Linked DNA regions of Mus musculus: all the other regions are linked to region 1. The links are chromatin contacts, called in public promoter capture Hi-C maps. All regions are on one chromosome and are shown on one strand. The core of a region is the stretch at or near the end of the contact, and the rest is flanking DNA. Distances in the headings are between cores, read along the strand shown.

Region 1 (2,700 bases), core at 184-2,683:
CTGTAACTCTGCTGAGCCCTCTAGCGGTGACTGTGGGATGCGTGGCTCTTTATGGAACCTATTAAAAACTGAAAAGTTGCACTCGGGAAGCCAGCCTGTGTGACACCGGTAGTGAAGTTATTTTAAAGACATCTCGGTTCTCAACTTCCTTTTCTTAAGGTCTTTAGCAGGTCCTAGTTACCTTTCTTTGTTGATTCTCCCCCTCCCCCCCCTCCCCGAATGTGGCAATGTGAGGCCATCACTCTTCGGGTTTAAAAAAAAAAAATTAGAAAAAGGGGTCTGGGCCACTTTTCCCATTGTCTTTTTATATCATCTTCCCCGTGAATACAGAATTATAAATATGCATTCTGGAACACAGTCTGGATCCTCAGGAGGAAACTGTATTTTGCAAGGGTGTCCTTGCCTCCACCCATCCAGGTGCAAACATTCAGAGTATGGGCTTCCAGTCTGTATGAACCAGGCCTGAGGCCACATGGACAAAGCAAGAGAGTTTCAGGCCAAGGCAGGGAACAGAGCACTCAAAAGACCACGCAATCCAAGCCAATCAGATTCACCACCCACTAGAAGTCTGAAAGGTGGCAGGGCCTCCTAGCTCAAAGTCCATCCAGGAAAGTGGCCAGAAAATCTGACAGGGCCAAGTCTGATAGAAACACTGTCAGAGAAGTTACGGGCTGGGAGGCTCATTACAGCCACAGGCACTGAGAAAGGTCAGTGCGAGCTGTGCAGCTGTTCCATCTGGTGCCAGAGGCTTTGGCTGCTGTCTTCTACACCCAGGCGCTTAGCCTTCCTGACCAGCCCCACCTAGAAAAGCTAATTCTTCTGCTCTTCTAAGAGGAATGATTTGTTGGAGGCAGGGAGTCTCACTCTCAGCCAGCAAAGCTGTCTATGAATGGGAAGGGGGCGAAATGGTGGGCAGTCTCTGGCTGGGGTGAGTTTAGATGGCTGCGAAGGAAGAGCTCTTGGCTGAAGCTCGCGCCTCCATGTTGTATTACATGTGTTCCTTTTGAGAAACAGGAGGGGCCTTGGCTGCCAGGGACCCTGACAAGCCGCGACTTGAGCTGTGTGTCTCCGAGCCTGGGCTGAATTGGGAGTGTAGAGCAGGGAGGGCACTCCTGGCATAGGGGGTGGGGTGGGGAACAGCATGGGCAAAGGCACCAAGGAAGAATGAATCTGCTGCGCGCTGAGGATGGCATGGAGACTTCACTGATTGGAGCTGGGAGTTCTTGCAGGGGGGATGGAGGCGGCTGTGATTGGACGGCTAAAGTGGGGCCAGATTTGGAGGGCTTTGAATGCCCGACCGAGGAGCACTTCCACCAGCTTGCCACTTGCCATTTTCCGACCAGACCGAGTAGGCTCGCTGCGCTAGCTCGTCGAAAAGCTCTCACCTGCTCCAGCTCAGTCCGGTGGCTGAGAGAGGAAGCAGTCCTGACTAGTAGAGGGGAAACGCTCGCGAGCGTGTAGTGGGGGCGGGAGGGCGTGTAGATTCGTTTCACCTTACACACTAGGAAGCGATCAATTCTCCCTTCCACGCCGCACGGTGGCACAGGTCCACTCCCTGCCGCCGTCACGCGAGCCCGCTCCCCGCCCCCAACACGCCCCCCCAACCCCCTCGGCCGCCGCAGCCACCCGACCGCTCCCTCGGGGCCCCCGCCGCGGCTTCCTGGGCCCGCGGCCCGTAGCCGCTCCGCTCCGCCCCGCGCGCTCCGCGCCCCCCTGCGGCCCCCGCGCCGCGCCCGCACACGCGCGTCCACGCCCCCCGGCCGCGCGGTAGGTGTTGTGCCGTCTGCGCCGGGCCGCAGTGCGGCTGCGCGCGCTGGGCTGCTCCGGGCTGGCAGGGCAGCAGTGGCCGCGGCGGCGGCGGGGCCGGGAGCGAGCGAGGGAGCGAGCGGCGTGGGGGAGCTCGGAGGCGCCAGGCCCCCGGGGGAGGGCGGCCGGGGAGGCAGGCCCCCCGAGAGACCCGTCGGGTTGGATTTTGGGGCCGAGGGGGCGCCCGACCACGGACCTCGTTCTTCAGACGCCCCCCAGCCCCGGCCGCTGACGGGGGGCTGAGGGGCGCCGCCATGCCTCTGCCGCGGTGACGCGCGGGGCCGTAAGGAGAACCGGGAGAGGAACCGTGACGAGAACCGCGAGGAGAACCGGGAGAGGAACCGTGACGAGAGCCGCGAGGAGCCGCGCGGTCTCCCCGGGGATGTCCCTCAGGCGGCCGGAGAAAGCGACTCACTCGAGCCCTGGGGTATAGGCCTAGCTTATCCAGCTTCCTTCCTTCCTCCTCTTCCTCCCCCTCCTCCTCCTCTTCCTCCCCTCCCCCTCCTCCTCCCCTCGTCGTCCTCCCCTCCGCGTCTCTTCCCTCACCCTTCCCCGCGCCCCCATCTTCCCTCCCTCCCCTCCAGCAGCGATGGCAGAGGAACAACAACAGCCGCCACCACAGCAGCTCGATGCCCCTCAGCAGCTTCCCCTCAGCGCCCCCAACCCCGGGGTGGCTCTGCCAGCCCTTGTGCCCGGGCTGCCAGGGACAGAGGCCAACGCTCTGCAACACAAGATCAAGAACTCCATCTGGTAAGAGGATCCTCCATCGCTGGGGTAGAACAGCCTAGGCACATTGCTGCTGCAAAGGGGATGGGGGGCGGCGGCGGCATCCGAAGGGGAGGCTAATGCATTCATTGAAGGTGGGTTTCCAGAGCCGGGTGCATGGCTGTGCCA
Region 2 (2,700 bases), core at 128-2,627, 2.1 Mb before region 1:
AAAAAAAAAAAAATAGTGTTACTTGAAATTAATTGCCTTCATCTTGAATACAGTTAAGAAACAAGGCTTGCTATTCATACCCCAAAGTTTACAGTGTGGTACAATAACAAGTATTCCATGAGAAAAAAATATTTAACTTTCTGAGTGTTGGGGGAGGGGGGGAACTAATCCTACAAAACAAACAAAAAAACCTCTCCAAAGGTTGGGGTTTTTTTGTTTTTTTTTAAGATGACCTGTGTAGGATAGACCAGATAAACTGTACCCCATCCCTACACAAGACTTTAACTGTTAAATAATTTGAAAGAACAAATTAGACAAAAATTAACTTGTTAGTGGCAGTTAGAGCTACAAGACATGAACCCTGACTGTATGTTCCTCATTGTTTAGGATTCTGATCCCCAAATCTAAGCTGTTCGGTCTTTACTGCTAGCTTCCCACGGCTAAATTCAAAATGAGTTTGAAAGTTCAATTTCTTATGAGTTAAAGCCTGGTAATGAGGGGTACCCCTGAATTCACTGGGAAGAGGAATTGGAGGCTTTTAACTAGCCAGGACAATGGCAGCAGCTGTGTCGGGGGCCCTCTTGTTTTCAACTAAAGTAGACCGACCCTAGTACAATTAAAGCCTAAAAGTCAGTAATACTTTCATTCTCAAAAAGGTAATTAAAGGAATTTGGCCTTTTGCCCAACTGTCTGCCATCCTAGGATCCAAGTTTTGTACGTTTCCTCTTACACTTGGGTGTTTTTGTTTTTTGTTTTTTGCTTTTTTCGAGACAGGGTTTCTTTGAATAGCCCTGGCTGTCCTGGAACTCACTCTGTAGACCAGGCTGGCCTCGAACTCAGAAATCCGCCTGCCTCTGCCTCCCAAGTGCTGGGATTAAAGGCGTGCACCACCACCGCCCAGCACTTAGGTGGGTATTTGTTTTCATTTTGTTATTTCTGTTTTTTTTTTTTTTTAAGAGGACAAAACCACACTTTAATGACCTTGGCCAGGAAGGCAGTATGAAGACGCGAATGGGAAGCTCACACGAAGCAAACTGAAAAATGTGAAAAGTAGAGAAATGGCACTGGGCGGCTTCCCGGTTCCTCCCGGTCCTCATCCCCAGCGCAGCACAGCCCTGAGTGGTAACAGGAATGAAGACCCCAGGCCGGGCCTCTGGACCGCTTTAGCTCTGCCAGGGCCTCTCCGGCAGCCTCCCGGGCTACCCGGCAGGACAGGGCACCGTAGCCCCGGCGCACTCACCGTCGGGCGTCGGAGCAGCGCCATGAGGGCCGCCCTGGCAAGTGCGGACGAGGCACAGCCACTCCGGTCTGCGACACCGTTGGGAGGGTCAGGGCCCCGCCGCTCCGCGTCCACCGCCCGGTCCGCGATTCAAATACCGCGCCGCTGACGCACTATTGGGTAGACGCACGCAGGGCGCGCGCAACCCATTGGCTAGACTGGAAGGCCTTTCTGCACGTTGATTGGCTGGCTTGTATTTGCTTGTCATAGCAACCAGCGAGGCCACCAGGCTTTGTTGTTTCCTTGTCTACAGTCTTATTTTCAAATTCTAGTCCCTGATATTAAATAAAATAATTTTTCCTCCTACTGGAAAAGATTGTCTTAATTTTAGGGGTAGGAGTGGGGAGCCATCACCTAAGGACATATGTCTTTAAAAGTTTGTTCTGGGTTAGGTAGAAGTGGGTTCCAGAGAACTTCCTGGAAATGCTACTTCTGACCTTACTTCCTCTTCCGGAAACGTCTACCTGGGAATTTGGATTGGAATGGTCTGGCAAATGAAGCCATCGTCTCCAGGTCGTTCAGGGCTACAAGATGATTGTGACTCGGATGTGTACTGTATGTGGTCTTCCTAAAACAGATCCCCAGCAGAGTCATAATTCAAACTAGACGTGATTTGTGTGACTTCCAGCACAATACAGTAGAACTCAGAAACTATTTGTCAAATGACGGTGTGATGTGCACAAGATTTCAAAAGAAAAATAATGAGTATCCCAAGTTGTGAACAGTGAGAGACAAGACAGAAAACAAAAACAAAAACAAAAAACAAAACCAGAATATTACCCTGGGGAAAAGACTAGGTAACAACACAGAAAATGGTGCAGTGCCAGCAGAACGACTTGAGATCAGGCTACCCCATCAGTCTTGTTCAAGTCCCTTCTATTGGGAAATAATAAATGCTCCCTCCCCCTTCGCCCAAATCTGACATTTCCAATCTGAGTCTAAAGGAAGAACCAGTGTTGTCCAACACTCCCACCTGAAAAGACAAGGTGGCAGTACTACCCCTCGACCTAAATTACACATGGATATTGGAAACCAAAGGAGCAGAAATAACTATTTATATCCCATTAAGTTCTCTCAAGTACCTGCTAAAGGAAATGAAAGTTCTGTGGCTGCTGACTCTTGGTCCATCATCCTTACAATCACAGAGGTTACGCATAGCTTTCTCTTTCTTGGGAAGCTTTGGTTTGGATTGGGGAAGAAAATGTGCTCTGCAGTTTGTACTATTAGCACATGCTTGTAATAATTCCAGTTACTTGGGAGGCTAAGGCAGGAGGATTTTTTTTTTTCCTGAGACAGGGTTTCTTTGTATAGCCCTGGCAGTCCTGGAACTCACTCTGTAGACCAGGCTGGCCTTGAACTCAGAAATGGCAGGAGGACCTCTTAAACTCATGATTTCAGCACCAATTTGGCAACTCAGACCT
Region 3 (2,700 bases), core at 59-2,558, 2.3 Mb before region 1:
TGTAACACACGGAATTGTTCCTCCTGAACTTTGACCTCAACCTCTTTCACATAATTAGGTTTCCTGGGTCCTTCTCTGTTGCAGGGTGTATCAGCATTCGCTCCTTTTCCTGGTTTGGCCATAGTCCTCTGAAGGTATGCACCACATTAAAACAAAGAGCAAAACTCGTCCTAGCCAAGATGATTTGATTTTTTACTATCCGTTGCAACTCTAGGATCCTAGGTTCACGTGAATGGGGACGACCGAATCTCAAGATTTTCTGTGCTCTTTTCTTCCTGAACTCTTCTTCCTCAGATCCTGGGAGCGCAGCCCCGCAGAGGCCCTGCGAGTTTACTTCCTCAGTCTTCCCTTTCACCAGGAGTCAGACTCCCTAATACTGTTTTAGGAATCCCCGTTCCCCTCTCTCCTAGGCTACCTGGCTTCCTGAAACCGGACACCGCGAGGACCAAGGTCTCTGTCTCTCTCTTTTCTTCTTCTTCTTCTTCTTCTTCTTCTTCTTCTTCTTCTTCTTCTTCTTCTTCTTCTTCTTCTTCTTCTTCTTCTTCTTCTTCTTCTTCTCCTTCTCCTTCTCCTTCTCCTTCTCCTTCTCCTTCTCCTTCTCCTTCTCCTTCTCCTTCTCCTTCTCCTTCTCCTTCTCCTTCTCCTTCTCCTTCTCCTTCTCCTTCTCCTTCTCCTTCCTCCTCTCTCTCTCTCTCTCTCTCTCTCTCTCTCTCTCTCTCTCTCTCTCTCTCCCTCTCTCTCTCTCTCTCTCTCTCTCCCCCCCCTCCCTCCCTCCCTTCCTCTCCCTTCCCAAGGAAATTAATTCAGGTACAAAAGACGGGTGGAGGAAGTATTTTCGACTTCCCTCACAATCCAGAAAGAAAAAAAAAAGAGAGAAAGAGAGAAAGAGAGAGAGAAGAAAAGAAAAAGGATTTCCTTTGAGCTGCGACTTTGTGATCTTTTAAGCAGTTAAAAATATTTCTTTAAAAAAAAGAATCTAGGAAAATCATGCGACTTGTGAGTGGGAGCTAAGTCGATGCTAAGTTTCTCCGTAAAGAGAAGCGACAGGAGCGCGGTTTCCTAACCTCCCCAAGTGTTTTCATCCCTTCGGTTTGGGGGTGGCTCCCTGGGGACGGCTAGGACAGCGGCGCGCTCTGCGGGGTAGCGAGGCCGCAGGACTACAGGATCCAGAGGCCTTTGTAAACTCTTGTAGTTCACGCTTGTTGGCTACCTCGGCTTCCCTGAGGAGTGACGCTGCGAAAACAAATTCTGATTGGTCAGGCCTGTGCTGAATTCTCCATTTATGGACAGATTGCCCGGCCCGAGCCCAGCCTGAGCCAGAGAAGAGTTCGGATTAAGTGTTAAGAGAAAGCGGGTCCAGGCAAAGCAGTTGGACAAGCAATCCCGCAGAGCGCATCAGGGTGCATCTCTAGACAGTTGGGGATCGCCAGGTCTGAGTGTGCACCGGGTCTGCTAAGTTTTGCCTTCACCTAGCGTTTCGGATCCCGCCTGGATGGAGTCCCTCTTGGATTTCCATTGGCTCCTGTGAGTGCTTGGGTGTCGGGAGCTTGTTTTTTGGCGAAGGGAACCAACTTTTGAAGTTCGCCCAGGAGACCGCGTTCCAGCCTCAGTGCCTAGGCAGCGGGACCCGGCGGAGGCGCGACCGCGGCGGGAGTCACCATGGTGAGTTGGCTGCGCCGCGTCCCAGGACGCCTGACCCTGGGATGGGGCAGGAAGCCCCGGAGCGGGCACCTACCTTGGGCAAGCTGCCCAGGCCAGGGGGTGGAGAAGGTGGACGCGGGAGTGTGCACTTCTGGAGCGCTGATTTCCTGCTGTTTGCTGTAAACCGGGTCTTAAACGGGAAGAGGGAGAGAGGAGGGACAAGAAAAACTCTCTGGAGTGACTTTCTGCGCCGCGAAAGTTTTGGTGCCAATGTTGTTGTGGCTGCCAGCTGTCTGAAGCTTGAGAGTGGGCACGTCTGTTTTCACCGGCACAGCCGTGGGACCGGAGACTTTTTTCTCCTCTAGAGAAGGTGAGGGGCACGCCTGTGTCCCTCGGGTCCTCTCCCCTGGGCAGGCACTGGCGTGAGCTCCCTGGCAGGCTGATCCCGCAGTTGTTCTCCTGGCATTGGGGAGGACCTAGGCAGCCCCGCCTGCGCTGGTGATGGGCCGAGCGCTGCACAAAGGCAGGCAGGGGCGCCAGGTACTGCGGAGCACCTGGCGGTGGCCCGGGCTGCAGGGACTCTGACGACAGCGCGCAGCGGCAGCCAAACTGGCCGGGAGCCCAGGCCTGTAGGGTCCCTGTGTAGGGTAAACACCTCCTGAGGAGGGCCCCACCCGGTCCCCAGCTCGAGAGGACCGCCACCCTCTCGGAGATCGTTCCTGGTTTTGTTCTTTCCCACTTGGTACTTGGGGGAGTGTCTGGGTTGGACAGCCTCTCTGTAACTCATTTGAGACTAAGTCCCCAGCCCAGCCACCCTCCTCTCTCAATCCCAAATAACCTTAGCCACATCCCCTGGGCTTTGCCGTGGTGTGGCTTTCCTACTGAAGGACAAAAACAAAGATTGAATTTTAGAGACATTGCCAGCCACCCGGACCGAAAGGGGGGGGACTTTAAAAACTTAAAAAAAAAACTTTTAAAAGGTTTTAGAAGGCTTCAAAGTTTCCACACTTGCTTCGTGGTGGAGGAGCTTGTCCTCCTGGCTTTCTCATTGTTTACTGG

What was found. Promoter capture Hi-C pulls out the DNA fragments that hold promoters and counts their contacts.
Region 2: a contact with region 1 is called in a promoter capture Hi-C map of pre-B cells, with 4 times the contacts expected there. The contact joins the promoter of Ccnb2 here to the promoter of 4930509E16Rik in region 1. A contact is called at or near these places in 2 of 39 promoter capture datasets (hippocampal neurons and pre-B cells).
Region 3: a contact with region 1 is called in a promoter capture Hi-C map of pre-B cells, with 5 times the contacts expected there. The contact joins the promoter of Myo1e here to the promoter of 4930509E16Rik in region 1. A contact is called at or near these places in 2 of 39 promoter capture datasets (liver and pre-B cells) and 1 of 484 Hi-C or Micro-C datasets (B cells).

The regions. Positions count from the first base shown.
Region 1 is chr9:72,530,425-72,533,124 of GRCm38.p6, forward strand. 4930509E16Rik (RIKEN cDNA 4930509E16 gene) reads right to left here and starts at 1,434. Exons shown (of 3, transcript NR_045735.1): 1 at 1,386-1,434. Rfx7 (regulatory factor X, 7) reads left to right here and starts at 1,816. Exons shown (of 9, transcript NM_001033536.1): 1 at 1,816-2,556. The coding sequence starts at 2,396.
Region 2 is chr9:70,420,177-70,422,876 of GRCm38.p6, forward strand. It overlaps Ccnb2 (cyclin B2), which reads right to left and starts at 1,378. Exons shown (of 9, transcript NM_007630.2): 1 at 1,241-1,378. The coding sequence starts at 1,264.
Region 3 is chr9:70,206,042-70,208,741 of GRCm38.p6, forward strand. Myo1e (myosin IE) reads left to right here and starts at 1,309. Exons shown (of 28, transcript NM_181072.3): 1 at 1,309-1,662. The coding sequence starts at 1,660. The region is part of intron 1 of Gm26849 (a long non-coding RNA gene); the gene reads right to left.